2 separate regions of the Sus scrofa genome follow, and region 1 is linked to region 2. The links are chromatin contacts, called in public promoter capture Hi-C maps. All regions are on one chromosome and are shown on one strand. The core of a region is the stretch at or near the end of the contact, and the rest is flanking DNA. Distances in the headings are between cores, read along the strand shown. Region 1 holds the start of MBL1 (mannan-binding lectin (A)). Region 2 holds the start of ANXA11 (annexin A11).

Region 1 (4,119 bases), core at 1,217-3,716, 250 kb after region 2:
AGCCCACACCACATGCTAGAGTGAACTCCTCACCTGAAGTGTCTCCAGGGTCTCCTTTCTGGCCCTTTGGTCCCAGAGGCCCAGTCTCCCCAATATTTCCTGGAGGTCCCATTTTCCCTGGAGGGCCCTGTGAGCCTCTGAACCCTGGCCCTGTTGGAAGAGGAAGGAAAGGCGACCCAGGAACCATCACTCATTCTCTTTCTCCAAAGTCTCAATACTTCATTCCCATTGAGCCCAAGAAACTGTCCGTCAACTAGTGGTGATGCAAAGAAGGAAGAGCCTCCTGCATCCCAGGGGATGGCCTGTCCTAAGGGCCAGCTCCCTACATAGGCAAGACACCCCTTCTATAAGGACAACTGCACATCACCCATTCTTGTGTGGAAATGAGGGATCCTGGGGACCCAGGGATGCATCTTTATTGTGTAGAGAATGACCCTTTACAGAAATTATTCTGAGTGAAGTCTCATCCATCATAATGAAAGGAGAGTTTGTCACACCTCTGTGCTAGACCCCTTAGAGAGAAGGGTCTCCTGTTGGGGTTAAAGAGATAAGAAGTCAGAGGAGCCTATGGGAGTTCTCACTGTGGCTCAGGGGCTGGGGTAAGAACCCGACTAGCATCCATAAGTATGTGGGTTTGCTCCCTGGCCGCACTCAGTGGGTTAAGGATCCAAGTTGCAGATGCTGCTCTGATCCTGCATTGCTGTGGATGTGGCGTAGGCCGGCAGCTGTAGCTCCAATTTGACCTCTAGCCTGGGAACTTCCATATGCTGCAGGTACAGCCCTAAAAAGCAAAAAACAAAAAAAAAGTCAGAGCAGCTTCTCCTATACCTGGTTCTCCCTTTTCTCCTTTGGGTCCATCTCGCCCATCTCTGCCTGGGGTGCCATTGGTGACCGGGATGCCACAGGTAATCACTGAGCAGGTCTTCTGAGCATCCTCACAGGTTTTTATTTCTGAGTAGGATGCTGTCACCACACACAGAAGGAGGACAGGAAGTGATGAAAACAGGAGCATGGTCCTTACCTTAGAGTGGAGAAAGTCAAAGAAAATAAATCCATCCCACTTTGCTTAGTCAATATTTGCTACCATCTCTGATGTGTTGGACCCTGTGCTCAGGGCAGCCGACACAGAGGGGACGATCACAACCCTTGGCTCTGAGTCACTGCCAGGCTACTAAGGAGACGGACAGGTAAAATGTATTAGAGTTAGATCAGCACTGAAAAAAATATAGATGCCAGAGTCATATAATAGGGGCCCATTTTCTCTGGGGCTCTCAGGCTCTGTGGGTACAAGACTTAGTGGGTTAGGCAGCCCCATGCACAAGAGCTCACAGTGTCTGGAAGTGACAAACAAGCCCTGTGCCTGATGGCCTGGCAAAGAGAACTCATGCTTGTGTGAGCTTTGGCTGCTCTTTTTCTCAACTCCCTTTATTGAAATCCAAGGGAGCCTAAATTTCCCTCTCCTCCCCTTCCTATGGACCCTAAAGCCAGACAAATTATAGCAAGTGACCCAAGGTCCCACAAGGCCCATTTCTTGGTGGGAACTGTTTTATAACATCCATTGTATAATTTCACATAAAAATCCATTTTACACTCCAGGGCCCCAACTACCCTCCAAACCACGGCCTTTACTCCAACAGTCTGTCAATCAACTTGTCTAATAAAGTCTCTACCATGTGATAAGCATTTGCTGGGACTCAGAACCCAGAGTGCCTGGAGGTATGGCTCTGACCCTGGGAATGGGATCTTCTGTGGTCATAGATCCTGGCTAGTTGAGTCTTAGATTTGCCTCCTTCCTTTGAAGTTTTCCACCGAGAGGCCATTTTTTTCCAGCCAGAACCCAGGCTCTAACACTTGTTCACCCAGGGCCTGGCAGGGTCATCTCATTCTTCTTCTCCTGGAAGGTTCTCTATGTGCTTCCCAGTTGCCTCTCCAGCCCTGTGCTCCCATCCGGTCATCAGAATCCCATCTAGTTTGCTCAAGAGGGCCCCCTTCCAGGAAGCCTTTGCAGCCCAGCCCCCAAGGGCCTCTCCCTCTGCTCCTCTCTGGCCTCTAATCCCAGCATCTCTGACCTTGCTGCATAAGGACTATATCTGCCTCTGCCTACCCTGGCCTGTCATCTCCTTTAACCCTTCCCTTCCCAGGACTCAGGGAGAAGCAGCAAGTTAGAAGGGAAATTTTTTGATCATATTGTTCTCCTTCTTTCCTATTTCTGTCTTTTTTAACCTCCCTTGATTTTGCTGGAGTCCAAAGCCAGGGCTAAACATGTTGCTGGCATATACACCCCCACTTCATTCTTCCCTTTGGTTGAAAAGGCTATGTTTCAGTTTGCAGATGGACAGGTGGATCCAGGAAAGGTTCAAGGCCACAGGTCAGAGGGAGACAGAGGCCCTCAGTGGGCCTGACAACCCCACCGCAGCCCCTGCCTGGGACTCACCGGGATCAAGTCAAGTAGCCAGACTCCTGACCCAGGGCTGCACCTCTGTCCTTCAGAGATGACTTATGAGGGCCTCCTCAGAGCATGGAAGCTATGGCAAGGAAGTTGGTCCTCCAGCCTAGGCTTCTGGCAGATGTCTCGGCAATGTCAGCCCCAATTAATCTGGTGACCAGGGAGCCTGCTGGACTGGTCTTCAACCCCAGATTAATAAACAACCATCCTGGGCAGTTCTCCAGGGCTGCTGGTGGGGTCTCCAGCTTAGCACTGGGCAGCTCTCTACTGTGAGCCCCCAAACTCCTCCTTCAATGGCTCCTGACTCTGCCTCTCGACTCTCTGACCCTCCAGAATTGTAGAGTTTCAGATCACAGTTCAGAATCACAGAAGATAGTTCTTTCCAAAGAATGTTTATTTTCTGAAGAGATGTGCACGGACATCCTACTGAACAAACATATGCTCGTGTGCGTGCATGCACACGTGCACACACATACACGTACAGGGACACACCCACACTTACAGGGACACACCGCTGTATCAGGTGAGGACATGTCCCTCCTTCTTTGCATAATTGTTGTCATTGAGATTTCAGCTTAAATATCACTTCTGGAGAAAGGGCTTTCCCTAACTACTCTATCACAAAATTATAATGCTGTTTTTTTTTTAGCTGCCTATGATTCACCCCTATGTAAAATTGTCTTATGTCTTTGGTCACATATTTATTGACCATCCCACTCCTTCAGAATAGGGACTCCAGGAGTTCCTGCTGTGGCATGGTAGGTTAAGTGACTAGTGGTTTAGGTTGCTACAGAGGCCCAGTGCAGTGGATTAAAGGATCCAGCATTGCCACGGGTACAGCGTAGGTTTACTGCAGCTTGGATTCAGTCCCTGGCCTGGGAACTTCCACATACTGCAAATGCAGCCATTAAAAAAAAAAAAAAAAAAAAAAAAGACAAGAATTTCAGCAACTTTACCAGAACAGGGATATAACATCCCACCTAGAAGAGGGCTTGGAAATGAAATCAGGGCTCAAAAAAAAAAAAAAAAAAAAAAAAAGAAAAGAAAAAAGAAAAAAAATTATGGAACAAAGGAATCCTCCAGCATCATGTCCCCAAACCACCTTGACTTCCCTCCAGCTTGAGCTACTTTCAACACCCTCTTTCACAGTGCTTTTACTTTTCTAGCACAGGCGATGCATTTGATTCACTTCCTTGTCTCCAGGGTACAACCCAACCTGGGCGCACCAGGAGGATCCCTTGAGAGAGTAAGGAGAGAAGCAGAGACCGTGAGTGGGGCAGATACCAGATCAGCCCATGGCTCCTCCAGGCCTGAGTTTCCAGGGGTGTCTGGTCCTTATCTCCAGATTCCAATGAAGTGGCCTTTTTCAAGTTCCTGAGGTAACTTTTGGTTCCTGCCTTCCCAAAACTTACACCCATTCTTTGAAACACTTAGTCTCACCAAACAACTCTAGAGGTTTGCTTTTTCCCTGGTGGGAAGCAGGGGTGGGGCAACTTCCCTTTACTCTGCCTTATGATTGGGGTTTCGGCTCCTCAAGGGTCATCAGCCCTTGGGTACTCAAGTCACCATACCCTGTTTGGCAAGCCTCCCAGATTCCTGTTATAAAGGAACCTGCCAGGCACTGAGAGGGGCCCATTGCAAAGAAGACCCCTCTCAGGGCTGTTTCCTGATGC
Region 2 (4,245 bases), core at 801-3,300:
GGTCATTTTGAAAATTTTACAGGCGAGAAAACCAAGGCTTGAGAAATGCATCGCTTTCAAGTGTCAGAATGGGTACTAGAACCCAGATGTTTGAACACCAAATCTAGAGTTTTCCCCCACGTGATGCTCTCACCAAGTCATATAAAAGCCCAGTGGTAGTAGCTATTCACCATTCTAGCCTGGAGGAGTTCAGTTCTGAAGCAGGAAAAGTTTGTGCTACATTTAGAAGTAATTCCACCCTAAAGGATTTGTTTATTATTTGTTAACGTGGTATTTAAAGAATCATTTGCTCGGCCACGAGAAAAATGAGCCATTCAAAGAAGCGCGGCTGTGCGGCCGCCAGGAAACAAGGAACAGGAGGCGCGGGCAGAGGGTGTCGTTGGGTGGACGCCGGATGACCTTTCCAAACGAAGCCCCCAGCCCAGAGAAAGTGCCGGGAAACAGAAGCCCCCTCCGAACGCCGCTGGTCCGATGCAAGGGTCGTCACCGCTCCTGCGCCGCTGCGGGCTCCCATACCAGAAATATAACCCGGGGAGAGTCTCCTTGTGTCTCTGACCCTCCACTCTGTTTCCTCCGAGCCTTTGGCCAGAATTTCACCCTTATCCGACCAATCATCTCCAAAAAATGCAGTCCAGCCGCGAAAAAGGGCCACGCCTTGGGGGAGGTGGGGGTGTTGCCTGGATCCCCAGGGTAGCAGGGCTTGATTGAATCCTGCAAGAGTGCGCGCCTTGCGCCCAACACCCACCCCCAGCCTGGTACCCTGCCGCCCCGCCCAGCCCAGCCCCACTCCTAGCACTATTACAATGTAAATCGGACCAGCAGCTCTTTTTTTTTTTTTTTTTTTTTTTTTTTTTAACAGCCCCCCAAAAGCAACTACCTTCCTAAGGAGCTAAGTATTAAACAATGGCTACACGCGAGATCGCGCATGTTGTGTACTGATTAAATAAGAACCAGGTTGATCTAGCTGCGCTTCCATGAAAAGGACCTCCAAGATATTGAGTTAAAAAGCACGTCGCAGAAAAATACAGCAACACCGTTTTGTAAAAAGTATATCTATGTGATATAGGAAAGGCACGCCTAAGTTGGGCTGGGGGAGTGAAGAGTGAATCTCAGGTTTTTAAAAATATTTAAATGTTTATGTAATATATATTATAAACATTTGTTAAATAAAAATAAAAATATTCACAAATCGCATGCGTGCATGACCCTTTTTAAAAATAAATTTAGAATTGTTTTAAATCTACAGAAAAATTTCAAATAGAAGGTTCTCATAAACACCTTTTTTTTTCTATTAACATTTTCTGTTGGCTTGGTGTTTTGCTACAATGAGCGAGTCAATACTGATGCAGTATTATTAACTTCACTCAGATTTTCTTAGTATTTAAATCTAATGTCCTTTTTCCAGGATCCCATCCAGGATACCATATTACATTTAGTTTTCATAATCTCCTCAGGCTTACTCCTGCCTGTGACCATGTGTGTCTCAGACTTTTCCCTGGTTTTGATGACCTTGACAATTTTAAGTAGTACTGGTCCAGTATTTCGTAAAGTATCCCAGAACTGGGATTTGTCTCATGTTTTTCTCATGATTAACATGGGATTATGTATTCTTGGCAGGAAGACCACGATAGGTTCATACCATCACTATTGATTTATCATTCTTGATGCTGACCTTGATTGTCTGGCTTTAGTAGTTGGTCGCGGTTTCTCCTCTACAAAGCTACTCTCCCACTCCAATTTCCATACTGTTGTGTTCTTTACTTTAAAAGAGTCACTAAGGAAGGTACTCTGGGCTGGAGGGGGCTTGGGGAATCCGCTCCTCGAGAGTGAGACGCAGGGCAGGACGGACCTCAAGAGGCGTGGAGAGAAACAGCATCATGTCGACCTCTGGGCGACCGCTGAGTACTCCTCCCGCAGCGGCGGAAGGCCTGTAGCTTCCTTCCTCGCAGAGGCAGCTTACAGCCAGCTGACCCCGAACGTCTTCTCACCTGGGGGCGGGAGCTGGGGGCAGACCACGCCCCTCGGCACCGCCTCCTCCCGCCCCTCCCCTGGCGCACGCGGCTCCGCCCCGGGCGGATTAGGACCCCGAGCCCTAGGAGTTTTCCGCCTCGCAGGCTCCTCCTCCCGCCCCGCCCTGACGGCTGCGGAGCCCGCGGGTCCCGAGAGCCCCGAGAACCCCGAAAGCCCAAAGAGCGGTAGTGGGACAGAACTCGAGGCCAATCCGAGGTGCTACTCCGGGACGCCCGTGGAGAAAGTCGCTGCTGCCCGTGTTCCTGTTCGACCGTCGCGGCCTCCCCTACCCCGGTGGCCAGTGGCCAGGTGAGTGAGGGTTCTTTGACTGCCGAGGGCACGGGACGGGGCGTTGGCCAGGCGCTGCGGCCTCTACCGGAAGGCCCCCAACTGTCCCGCGCCCCTTCCCATCGCGGCCCCGTCGCTTCCTGGTTGCACAGCGTTTGGGGGGGGGGAGGGAAAGGGGCGGGTGTCGGGCTGGTCCCGACCGGCTGCGTCGACGGCGAGGGGGCGGGGGGTTGCCTTCCTTGTCGGGTGGGTGGGCCACGTGATTGTGCTGCTGTGCCGGTGTCAGGGGTTCAAGCCGAATTTGGGCCGGCTTGGGACCGGGTGAACCCGTGACAAGAAGGCGACTGGCTGGTGTGGGCATGGACGGTGGCCATGGCCCCTCTGACCCCGCTGAATTCTCTAGAGTGTGTGTACCCTTCCGGGAAAGGCTTGTCCTGAGGAGAGCTAGTGGAGGACGCTGTCTTAAGCACCTTTCCTCCGGAAGACGGAAATACCTGGGAGCTGCTAGTGTTGGAATTGATTTGTAAGGCGTTTTGAGAGAACGCCGGATCCATCTCAGGTGCTCTGCTGACCTGTGTGTTTACCTTCTCTATCTGTCTTTCCTCCATCTCCAACCTTGAGCTGAAGTTTCAGGGAGGGATTCTTGACTTTAACTCCCTTTGGGCTCAACCCAGCCTCCTGAAGTTTTAAAAAGGTAAATACGCGTCTGTTGGCATAAATGAGGGTTATGAAATTCATCAGCTTGAGACTTTGAAGAGGAGAAGCTAAGTCAGCCAGTTTGAGCCCAAGCTGAGAACAGTCTGCCTGGCACATTTCTGTCCCTGCCCCCTCTAGTCAGTGTGACCTTTCTTTAGAGGCTGGGTGTTTTAGGACAGACCCAGGGTGTCTGTGGTAGCCAGCCACTCTGCCTACCCTCCGTGCCTTCTTCACTTTGCTCTCTGCTGCTTTAACCTGGGCATGGAGTGGCGCTGGGTGGGGTGAGCCTCTGCCCTGCCCACACAGCAGGAACAAAGCTTTCAGGCAGTGCCAGGCTGAGTCCAGGAGCTGGACAGGTGGGCTGTATTATCTTGCTCACTCCTAACTGGCTCTCATTATGCTCCTTTGTTCCTTCCTTGTTTCAGTCAGCTGTTGGGGATTCCAGTAGGATTAACAGGGCCCCTTCCCTCAAGGCACTCTCCATGCTACAAGGTGTTCCTAACAAGATAGGCCAGGCCAGGTGAAGCGCCAGGGCAGTTTGTTGCCCTGGCGTGGGGTGCTTACTACCTCCTGCATCCCTCCTGAGTCTCACCTCTCGTTAGTCTCTGTGCCTTGGTTTCCTTAAAGTGGGGGTAATAATACCTACCTACAAGGCCATTGTGAGGATTAAAATGATTTAATATTTTTAACAACCATATAGCTCAGGCATTGATCTGAACAGGTGGTGACTGGTGCACCATACCTGTGTGTCCCAGGTGGATGTCACCCAGATTAGACATAAAGCTTGCAGTGGAGCCTGGCACATAAGTAATCATCTGTAAGAGTCAACAATAGTAATATAGTAATAATAGCTACCACTCCCTCTATGCAGCTGAAGGTCTAACAGTTGAATTGCTCCTTCTGACCTCTTCTGTCTTAGCTCATGCTGTTCTACCCTCCTTCCCCCATTTCTGCCCATTATTCACCACCCTCCTAGGGACCATCCAGGTGCCTGCTCCTAGCAGGAAGGGGCAGAACACACTGTGAGCCCACGCAGCTCTCCTCTTCTGCTCCTTTGGCCCTATTTCTCAATATTCACCCTGCAGTAGTAATTGTATAGTCTTATCTCTACCCCATCCTCTTGTCTCTGGTCTCACAGCATCCAGGAGAGACCTTGCCTAATTTAGGTCCTTAGGGGATGTTAGTTAAGTGAAAGAAGCAGGCCAGGGAAGTGAGTTGTTAAAGTATTATACCTTGGAAGCTGAAATTAGA

Evidence for each region. Promoter capture Hi-C pulls out the DNA fragments that hold promoters and counts their contacts.
Region 1: a promoter capture Hi-C map of liver shows a contact between it and region 2, with 4 times the contacts expected there. The contact joins the promoter of MBL1 here to the promoter of ANXA11 in region 2. A contact is called at or near these places in 1 of 5 promoter capture datasets (liver) and 1 of 47 Hi-C or Micro-C datasets (liver).

Annotation. Positions count from the first base shown.
Region 1 is chr14:82,082,708-82,086,826 of Sscrofa11.1, forward strand. MBL1 (mannan-binding lectin (A)) reads right to left here and starts at 2,467. Exons shown (of 5, transcript NM_001007194.3): 1 at 2,435-2,467; 2 at 829-1,021; 3 at 34-150. The coding sequence starts at 1,012.
Region 2 is chr14:81,833,155-81,837,399 of Sscrofa11.1, forward strand. It overlaps ANXA11 (annexin A11), which reads left to right and starts at 2,051. Exons shown (of 15, transcript XM_001924178.6): 1 at 2,051-2,319.